Linked DNA regions of Mus musculus: region 2 is linked to region 1. The links are chromatin contacts, called in public Hi-C maps. All regions are on one chromosome and are shown on one strand. The core of a region is the stretch at or near the end of the contact, and the rest is flanking DNA. Distances in the headings are between cores, read along the strand shown. Region 1 overlaps Pde7b (phosphodiesterase 7B). Region 2 has its middle 34 kb from the start of Ahi1.

Region 1 (5,255 bases), core at 1,510-4,009:
TTTTTTTTTGCTTTTGCTTCCATTTCAAGGAAGCACAATGAACCATAAATAAATCCAAGTTTGCGATAATTCCAATAATTCCACACTATACAGAAAGCTATCTTTGTTTACTGTGAAAAGTACATTAACAGAAAGGCAGGGTTGGATGGCAATGAGTGTTTGATGATTAAGAGAATAGATACTTTATCTGGGCATGAGTGTAGAGTCCTGTAACCTGAGCACTCCAGAGGCTGAGACGGGAGGCTCAACGCCCATTACTTCAGCCAGGAGCTTTAACCATTTAACTAATGTTAGCCATTTACCACAAGAATTCTGAGGGTCTGGTTGGTACTCAGCTCCTTTTCCCAAAAGCGGAGCGGAAGTACAAGGATTTTAAGCAGGAACCATGAAACTAAGGGTAGTGAGCATATCATGTTTGTCCACCCATGCCTGGCCGGGTGCACTGTGGGTCTCAGCAGTGCTTGTGAAGGAGGTGGCTCTGACCCCTTGTGGTGACCTGGCCTGTGACCTTGACTGTTGCAGGTTTCATGACTTACATCGTGGAGCCGCTGTTCCGGGAGTGGGCCCGGTTTACTGGGAACAGCACCCTGTCGGAGAACATGCTAAGCCATCTCGCGCACAACAAAGCCCAGTGGAAGAGCCTGCTGTCCAATCAGCACAGACGCAGGGGCAGCGGCCAGGACCTGGCGGGCCCCGCACCTGAGACCCTGGAGCAGACAGAAGGTGCCACGCCCTAAGGTAGCTGTCTGCTGATGCACGGCCATCTGTCCGTCCACAGGAGCACGGCCATCCGTCCGACTGCCCTCGCAACAAGCCCATCACGCTGGGTTTCGATGCCATCCGCCTGCCACTTACCGCCTCCCTTCGTTGATCCAAGTGTACAAAAGCCATTGTCACCTCAGCATTAGCTGCCGAAATGGGCGGCTCTATCCCGTCATTGGAGCTGATTCTGGGGCGGCTGCCCCAACCGAAACGCCTGGAAGTAAGAAAGGGGTGCTTCTGCCGTGTTCGCCTCTGGCCCTTGGTCACGCTGACTGGCAGTAGCTCCTAAGTCCAGAGCATTTTAACGTTTGCCATCGGACAGCTGACCTGCATGACACCAGCATACTTGGAACTGCAAAACTGGTCTTGCGTGCCAGAGCACAAACGAGAGTGTGAGAGAAAGTACCTTCTATTTTAATAATAATTATTATTATAAAATAATAAATCTTTTTAACTTTTATATTTCATGCACCAGACAATGGGTCTAAAACTTTGGACAAGTAATACTCTGCGTACCCAAACCTAAGAGGGGGTTCATTATTTTGCTATTGACTCTATGCCACATTGGGTCCGAGATGTGGCACCATTGCGATTTCTGAAACCACGCGTCCCCTCCCATCTGGTGGAAGGTGCTGTACAGCCCGTCCCTTTGCACCGTTAGCCAATCCGTCTTTTACGGATTCAGTGACCTGTTTATATTCACAAGTGTACATTTTCTGTAAATACCAAACGCTACTGATTCCCATGCCAAAATACACGAGTATTATGGGATTGCTACCTGTATAAACAATGGCACTGTGAACAGAATACTGTTAGTTTTAATACAAGAGAATGCATTTGTAAATATGGTATAGAGTTTATTAATATACTGTTGTTCGCAGATAAAGGCCTTAACTTTAAACATTTTTCCTCTTTCCAAAACTGCCCAACCTAAATCCTGACAGATGTCTTTCTGAACTGCCTGCCCCTAGTGACCATCTCTGCTTCCCTGCTAAGGTCACAAGCCAAAACTGAGTACCATCTTGAAGGAAACTTTTTTCGAAAACCTCTCATGCATTGGGAACGTAGTTTTTAATCTATGGCACTAAGTTTGGTTTCCTCAGATTAATGAGCAAGATGTAAATCACTTTCCAGCACAGCAATGCTGCACACAGTTTTAACAAGCTGGCTGAGAAGCTCGTGTTTTTGTGACTCCTGTTGTGGAACACGGGGTACATCCACCTCACGGAAGACACAGCAGGTTTCCTGTCACCTAACCATCAGGGAACTCCCTGCCCCCATGCCACACATTTGTCTGATATGGCTACAATACCAAAGTCCCTTTGGTCCGTGGACGGTTGGTGTGCGTTTCTTTGGCGTTGACAGTAACTGAATTATTTACTTTTTTCTATAGTTTCATGTGAACAACTGCCCAGCTGTTTGGCTGAATTTAATCTTATTTAAGTAAAGAAGCTATTTCAGTTTTATCAGAGACTTTAGCTTTCTAGCAGATTAATGTGGTTCATCACAGCTGCAGCCAGCAGACGCAGCTTGGAATTGTTGTCATCTGTCTGCAGATGCTTGGCTGTAAAATCCAGTGTGTACGCATTCTTACCCAGCTGAACTATGCATTGAGCCTTTTCTTCGTGAGCTCTAGCATAATTAATGTTATATGGAAACTGCCAATGCTTCTTTCTCTTTATCTTAAGTAGTGGGAGAGGGGGCATTTCTGCCATGATCAAGCCACTTCTCAAACTGACAGCAACAGCTAGCTCTTACTTCCTAAGTGCAACTAATGTGGGGCTCTCTGTTTCTCCTAATAACGCAAGTGAAACATTAAAAACTTGCTTGGCTTGGAACACGTTCCTACAGAGAGATTGGGGCTTACAGAGTTAAGGTTGTGGAAGGAATTGGAAAGTTGATTATATTTTCACTAGTATAAGCAAGATTGTCAGATGGGACTAAAGAAAGTCTGAAGAATTTGCGAAGTGGGTGGATGGCGCTGACGTCACTGATATGGGTGAGAAGGGAAGTTGTGAACACAGCACTAACTTCTGTTTTCTGAAGCAGCTACGGACTGACATACATCTTCATTGCTATGGTATTCTGAAGCTCTGAACTTAAGCAAGGCCTCACATGAGAATACAGCAGAAAGATTCCTGCTTCAAAACCTCTTATTTTGGATTGTAGCCATCTGTTTTTATGCATATGAGATCAAAACAAGGAGATCAATTGTTCAGGATGACAAAATAGAAACAGTAAAGAAAACATTGTCTTTAGCCAGTGGAGTTTAGGAAATAGATTTGCTTAAGCTACAATTATATTATAATTGAATTAGGATAGGGCATTCTTGGTAGTTCCAGGTTTATAGGGAAAGATTTTCATCTACCAAACATCTAATAGTTAAAACACAAGAATAATAAAAATCAGAAATAGAATGGAGGTAGACGTGCCTGCATGCTTCTACTGTCTGGAAATTTTGTGAGATCCTCATGTGTTGAGAAAAAATTAACTGTGAAAACTCTTTTCTGCCTGCTAATGGCTCTCTTGGAATAATTTAATACAAGTTGTCCAATAAGTCTTGGAGACACGGTCCATGTGTCAATATCGTTTTAACGCTTTTAGTCTTAGTCTGCTAGCCCACCTAGGTCGTGGATCATCAATTGATGACTTTAGAAAGGAAGAATTCAGAGAGCTACTTTCTTAATAATACATAAAGATCTCAGAGACAAAGAGAGAGAGAGAGGAAGAAAGGGAGGGAGGGAGGGAGAGAGAGGGGGAGGGGGAGAGGGAGAGAGAGAGAGAGAGAGCGAGAGAGAGCGAGAGAGGGAGAGGGAGAGAGAGAGAGAGACAGAGAGAGAGAGAGAGAGAGAGAGAGAGAGAGAGAGAGAGAGAGGTGAACATGAATACATCACTATCAGGTCTGATGATCAAAGCCTACTTTTCTTTGCTGCCATCCAATCCGCAGTCAGACCTGATACCTGAAACCCTGACAACCCATACTTCCGGGTTAGGTTAAGTAAAAACTAGTTGTTTCTCCTCTTCCTGCTTTCAGCTTCCCACAAAGGGCCTTGGAGGGCATCTGCAACCCTGCCTTCAAATAGCCCTTCCTGTAAAACATGGAGATGTGTGGCCTTTTGTGTCGAATCACATCTGCTCAGTGGCGTTGACTTGGTTATGAGCTTGTATTCCTCATGCTTTCTTCTTTTAAGACTGTAAAATTGTGTCATCTTGTGTACACATGTAAGTTTGGGGGGGGGGGGAACAAACCTTGTGAGTTTTGCTCAAAAATGTGGCCTAAATATTCATTGGCATGTCTATCCAGATGAACATTTAAAAATAAAGATAATTTCTTTAAAATATCACAGTATAAAAATATCCTGACTTTCCCCATATAACACATCACCAGCCTACCAAATGGGAATGTTCCCAATAGGAAATATTCAAAAAGCAGAGTTGTAAACATGGTCTGGGTGACTCCTTCTCCCAGGGCTGCAGAAATGTCCCTCTGAATAAAGACTTCATTTGTCTTGATCTACAAACCAAGTGAGAGAAACAGGCTACCATCCCCTTCTGCATTTGGCCAGAATCCTCTATTTTTTATGACTTCTCAGGCACACGTACGAATGAGGATAAGGTAAAGATTATCATTCTGTATTCTCCATCCCCGTGTTATTAAGACTGGTGTTCACCATCTCACTGACTCCTGAATGCTTCCCATGTGGAAGCAGAGCTCCTTTTCAGTTGTGAATGTTCTACAGCATAAAGCCAAGGTCAAGTCAAAGAGAGAGAACAATGAAGATCAGACACAATCCAGGCAAGTATGGAGATCTCACTGAAGCTGACAAGTAGGAAATTATGTGACCAACGAAAGCACAATCAATATTGATGGAGTAGTGGCCACACACCGGATGTGCTGCATATCAGGACCCAAAGGACTGGGTCCTTCCAGTAGAATCTGCCTCATGTCGAAGGGTGGTGTTTCCAGGGAGTGCTTCTCTTTCTTTTGAAACAGGGCCTCACTATGGAGACCAGTCTTGCCTCAAACTCATAGAAAGCCACCTGTTCTCCTCTTAACATCTCAAAAGAGGGAAGATTCTTGCTTCCAGGGGAATGCTATAGACAGTTAAATACTTAAGTAATGACTGAATAAGAAGCTCCTTAGCCACAAACAGTCCATAATGGAGCTTTTGGTTCTTGATTAAACAAGAGAAATAGTTGGGGGGAGGAATAAGCTTAAACTCACATGGATTGAAAGTTATCCTGTCTTCATTATCAAAGCAAACAACATGTCATTGATTCAATTAACTAAAGTGCTTCAAATTCTAATTTTGTGGGTGCTGGTTTAATCTTCAGTATTTCTCCCATCTAGGGAAGTGACGTGATAAAGCATTAAAGGTGTGGCTCTTAAAACCAGACACTAGAATTCAAGTGCTTCATCATCACTTTCAGGTTTCACTTCTCTAAGCCTCTGTCTCCTCATGCATAATATGATAATAACACCTACATTCTGA
Region 2 (5,404 bases), core at 704-3,203, 520 kb before region 1:
GGCACTGGTATAAGGCTGTAGACCTGGTGTGGGACACACACTGAGATTAGCAGACCTCCATCTTTTCCCCTCTTTCCTGCTATTCACGTTATCAACAGTCTTTCCTTAGCAAAAAGAATCTCAAGGCAAAATGTGGTAAAATTCTCCAACAGCTCTGTGAGTAAAGAGACCCACATTTACTAGGTTGATTTTCACAGTCCCCTTCCCCAGCATCGGAGCTTGACACAGAAATTAAATTAGGTCAAGTACAGATGTTTTTCACACACATGGGCTTATTGATAGATACTGTGGTGTTCTAAGGCATTTATAGCTGTCACCATTAACGCAGGTTGAGATCACTCATTCTAATGGATGACAGCAACAGCATACCAGGATCCAAACTGACCACTTGCTCCATGCCCCTGAATCTTACTGCATTACAGTGGTGTTCATTTTGAAGAATTGTTGCCACATCCCATTTGATTATGAAGACTAGTATTTGCCCAGGAAGGGTGAGTCACTGGGTCTTACTGAGGAGTTCTTGGGATTTTCATATTCAGTTCATTTTCTTTAACATATAACCAGTGGAATAACGAAACAAAAATCCATTTATCTTTTATAATTGTTTCCCTCCTTTAATACATAACAGATTTTGTGGCCATGTTAATATAGCAGCTGTACTGAATAGCTTTCCTTCAACCAAAGAACAATGTGAGTAATCTCTTATTTCTAAAATCTCAATTTCCTGCTGCAGTTTTTCCCATCCGTCACCTGGGGGAAAGCCAGGTGAGAAAACAGACACAGCGAAGCACAGTGAATGCTTTTCACTTGCAACACAGAATGGGAGTTTGATTCTTTTGTGGCCCAAGGAAGGGTGAAAACTGCCCAGGCAGTGATTCTTGACCTGGAAACTCTTTTGCATACTAAAGGCTATTTAGCAATTTCTGGGGACAGGGTTTTTGTTTGTTTGTTTGTTTTGTTTTGTTTTGTTTTGTTTTAAATTGCATTTGTGGAGGAGGAAGTGGATGGTGGGGACTTCATTTTTGGTTGTGCTTGTGGAGGAGGGAGTGAAAGGCATATCTCTGGCATTTACAGGGGGCAGGCTTAGGATGATACTAACAGTCTCAATATACAGAGTACAGCTTCACGCCTGACAAAGAATTTCCTGATCCAAAATGTAAATAATGTCCAGACTGAGACATTAGTCTACTAGTCTCCTATAGACAGCAAGGAAGATGTGAGCAACCAAGGAAGATAATCAGGGCTTCTGTGGACCCAGGGGAGGCCCATGGACATTTGTTTACAAAGAGGAGCAGAGCCATTGTTACCTGAAGGGGTGGACATTATTTATATCTGTGGCACAGTTTAAAGGGAGACTGTCTTAATGAGGCAGGTTGGCACAGACTTAAAGGAGAGAATCAAACTCTGAAATAAATATTATGCTTCTTAAATCAAACCATGATTGCATTTCACAATCTTGCCTTGCTTATTTTGTATACTGTAGTGTTGCTGCACTGAGTATACACACAAAACTATGAATGCAAGAAACCATAGTTTATTTCCATTTGGCTGGATTGTGGATTTCATAGGCCAGTACATGCCCTGGAAAAGGTGGTCATGTGGCCTTCCTTTTGGGGGTTCTGCAATGGCAGATTATGAAGTTTAAATATGGTCATGAGAAATTTGTGTATGTGAAAGGCTACACACACACACACACACACACACACACACACACACACACACACACACACACAAACACTCACACAGTTTTCACTTGTGAAAGTTAGACAACCCTGAAGTAGAAATTTCTGGTTTCTTTGGAGACTCAGTTGTGTCATGTGATGTTTTTCTGGAAACTGTCTTATGAGAGGATGTTTGGCTGAAGTAGACACATGGGAGGATGTTTTACTGAGAACGTGGTCTTTTTCAGGAAGCTGCCTAGAGAAAGGGCATGTGGTGTTTTGCTAGCGTGCAGGCTTTAGAGGACCCGTGATGTTTGGGAAGTGTATAAATATAACCCAATAGAGAGTGGATGACACTGTATCCAGGGTTCACCTTGTCATTCTCTGCCTGTCTTGGTTGGGCTTTGCTGACAATGCTGTGGCAATGGTTCACCTTACCTTCTTCACTGACTTCATAGAGAGAAATGCATTAATGAATTTCTCATGATATTCAGCAGCTTCCGGAAGCTCCTACAGGGACTAAGGCCAATTGGCAGAGCCTTGCGGTTTCTTCTGGATTGAACTGCTATTGCTGCTTTGTGAATGGTGTTTGTGAGTAGATGGAGCTCCTGCTGCTGATTCATGTGAACTGAACTGCTGGTATCCCGACAATGAAGGTTGGGACCACCCAACAGAACTATTTCTCAATAGGCCCACATGACCCTTTGCCCTATGAACCTTTCCTTTCCACTGTCTCTGTTGGGTGGTGGGCTAGAAGAGAAGTTAAAGTGTTTAAGGACCATTATCAAAGTAGGTTTTGAAAAAATTGAAGCTATACAGTTCCAAATCTACTGGACAGATTCCTGAAGTATAGATCCAGGAAAGATTTGATGTTACAGTGTTCAGCTGGAAGGTTGGAAATGGCTAGAATGTCTATGTTTAGAGGCAGAGCTCCTTTAGAGGACTGTGACAGATAATGACTCTGCAGGCGTCACTATGCTTCTGGGTGTGTGGGTCGACTGATGACTGACATTGCTTGTAGAAATACCACTCTAATCCCTGCCTTCACCTCACAACATTTCCCCATGTACCTGTCTGGGAACAAACTTTTCCCTTTCCCATGAACTCTAGACAATCTAACAACCTCAGTGTTTCAGCTCCCAGACCCTATTTCTACTCTGATCTATAGGGAATAATGATCTCAGTAAATGAACCTGGAGGTGACAAGGAGTTTGAGAATGTGACATTTTCTAAATTGTTCTGAATGGGCAGCTTTAAACAATTCTCCACTTTCTCAAGAACATCACTTAAAGAAAAAGTTAAAGGCAAACGAGACACAATCTCAATATACTTTTAATATTACTTCTTGATATAAGGAAACATATGCAGAATTGTTGTTATATTGCCTGGCAGACTTAAGTTTAATAATAAAAGGCTCCTCTAGTAAAATTTATATAATTCCATCTTCAAATTCTAGTAACTTAGGATTTTGGGGACTAAGATTCTAGCCTGAATCCTGGTAGATAAGCATCAAACCATAGAAAATGCACAAAGTAAAATTTAAAATGCCTTTAATCACCCTTTGAAGGCTATTTGATTTACTTTCAACTTTTTAGTTTTAAAAAGGGAGCCAGTTTAATAAAATAGTTACCATTTCTCTATTACTACATTGCCCCCCATAGAGCTCTTGCCAAGAGATCTCAGTAACATTGGTGCCTGTCCCAGAGGCAGTTCGTATGTTGTAATGCTAACTGCATCACTACCAAAATACTAAACTATTCATCATTGAATGTTTGCCACCAAAATTACACCTTATATGCCCCACTCTTTCACTTTTAACACCACCAAAATGAATTTAAAATGCATGTTGAAATTATAATTACTATTTAAAAGGCTAAAAGAATTGAAACTTGTAGCTTCTAGTGTACAGTGCTAGAAAACACACAGGGCTTTTCTCCTGGGTGTCTTCTCAATTCTCTGGCATGCACATCTTGGGTCAAATGCCAACTCCTCATTGTTTTGTTTGTTGAAGCAGAGTCACCATGTTGAGGACGATGATGATGGAGCTGGTCTTCACTAGGACAGGAACTTCGTTTCTCTGATAATAACCATTCATTTCTACTGAAACATCATGTGACCTTGAATTGGTAGATTCCAATAATTATTAAAAATTACGTTTGACTTCTGTGTTTGGCTTCCTGCTCTAGGAACCCTAAATAACAGACTATTGCTCTATTCTCTTTGTCTGCTAGAGCCTTTGATTTTTGCTCTGCCCTACCATGTGCACTCTTTCGCTTTTGCTGAACTGCCCTAAGTCTGGCTTTCATGGTCCTGGCTTTATCTAGTCTCTGTCTGTTGAGATTTTCACTTGGGATGTTTCTATGTCTTCTTCCTGCTTCCTACCTGTTCTTCTAGCATTCAGAGAGGACTTTGTTTCATTAAGTTCTGCGATTTCAGGAGGGGTGTTCAGTTCTCACCAGCTTCACCATGAAAGAGCCCCCTCTCTTCCTTTGCTCAAGGTGCAGATGTTCGAGGACTGCTGATAGCAGCTGAGCACACCAGCCAGTGCTGACTATTACATGGCATAATCTTTCTTTCTTCTTTGTGGTCTTTGGAACATCGAGCCTAGGACTTTGCATACCCTATGCAGACCCTCTACCTCTGAGATTCCTTTCTGAAGTTTGTAAGTCTGGCATAGTAAAAGATGAACAATTATAAAACAAAATAGGAAAGTCTAACAATGTATTACCAGAGAACAGCCAACAGCTTTGCACCTTGGGATGATTAAATAAAAGGGTGTCACTGCATAGAACTGTGACACCAGCACAGTTGACCTGATAACAGTGGCAGACAACTACTAGGTGACTGGTATGTGTGTTGTATAGACTGTCTGGAATGGACAGATGGGTGGGTCACATGCTGGGTCATGTTAGGTGGCCCAGTGTGAGATTCTGCCACCATGAATTCCCTGTTTGAGAATTTGTTCATTGCCCAAATTAAACACATCTCAATAATTAGTAAAAATGAAAAAAAACCATCTTAATTTATTTATTTTTTAAACATTAATGCATTTTGTATGTGTGTCTGTCCCTGTGTGGATGTCCGAATGCTATAGGTCAATCGCATGCATGTGGAGGTCATAGGATATCTTGCAGAGAGAGGCTCAGTCTCTCTTTTCATCAGATGGGTCCTGAGGATCAAACTCAGGTGGGTAAGGTGCAAGCACTTTTGCCCATTGTCTTGTTGACACCGTGCATATTACTGTTTTTAACATAAGAAAATCTATGCGAAGTAAAAACCATTATTTAAATGCATAATAATCTCAGATCTATAAGATCTTAATGTACTTGCCTGGTGTTGCCCACTTTCTCAGAAAGCTAAGAAAATAGAGAGGGTTGTTGACAGGGACGAGTCAAGAAAAGGGGGAACAGGAAACAGAGCGATAACAGAAGTGACCCCCAGGGACTTCCCAATATGGCTGCTAGTTTGCTAAGTTAAGTCCATTGCCCATTTCCCCATTGAGAAGTTAGTCTTTTCCGTAATGGTGCAAGCTCTTTATTAAGTATGAAACCCTCTTATTTATTTGTGCAGTGCAAATTATCCTCTAGCAGTTTCTGCCTTTTGATTTGGCTGTGGCTTGCTTTATTAGAGAGGAGTGTACAATTTTTTTTTTACCCATTCCATTTCACCAACCCAAGGGTAATTTTTAGTTTTAGATTCTATGATTCTACTAAGTGGGAATGAGAGGAAGTGCATGGGAGATA

What was found. A called contact is a pair of places that touch in the nucleus more often than the background predicts.
Region 2: a Hi-C map of bone marrow-derived macrophages shows a contact between it and region 1, with 28 read pairs. The contact joins two enhancer-like sites. A contact is called at or near these places in 5 of 15 datasets of contacts at CTCF or cohesin (the NIH/3T3 cell line, hippocampal excitatory neurons, liver and 1 more), 97 of 484 Hi-C or Micro-C datasets (B cells, the BV-2 cell line, the Ba/F3 cell line and 63 more), 12 of 115 datasets of contacts at active chromatin or transcription factors (the HPC-7 cell line, acute myeloid leukemia, astrocytes and 8 more) and 1 of 9 other capture datasets (embryonic stem cells).

Annotation. Positions count from the first base shown.
Region 1 is chr10:20,395,900-20,401,154 of GRCm38.p6, reverse strand. Pde7b (phosphodiesterase 7B) reads left to right here. Exons shown (of 12, transcript NM_001347366.1): 12 at 523-4,103. The coding sequence ends at 737. Among named protein-coding and RNA genes, the nearest start is that of Mtfr2, 51 kb to the right of the region's middle. Within about 2 kb of position 2,759, at least 30 of the 459 cell types and tissues checked have an H3K27ac peak or open chromatin away from gene starts, as enhancers often do. A contact at or near this core is called in bone marrow-derived macrophages, where this site is marked.
Region 2 is chr10:20,916,345-20,921,748 of GRCm38.p6, reverse strand. No RefSeq gene overlaps it. Among named protein-coding and RNA genes, the nearest start is that of Ahi1, 34 kb to the left of the region's middle. Within about 2 kb of position 1,953, at least 3 of the 459 cell types and tissues checked have an H3K27ac peak or open chromatin away from gene starts, as enhancers often do. A contact at or near this core is called in bone marrow-derived macrophages, where this site is marked.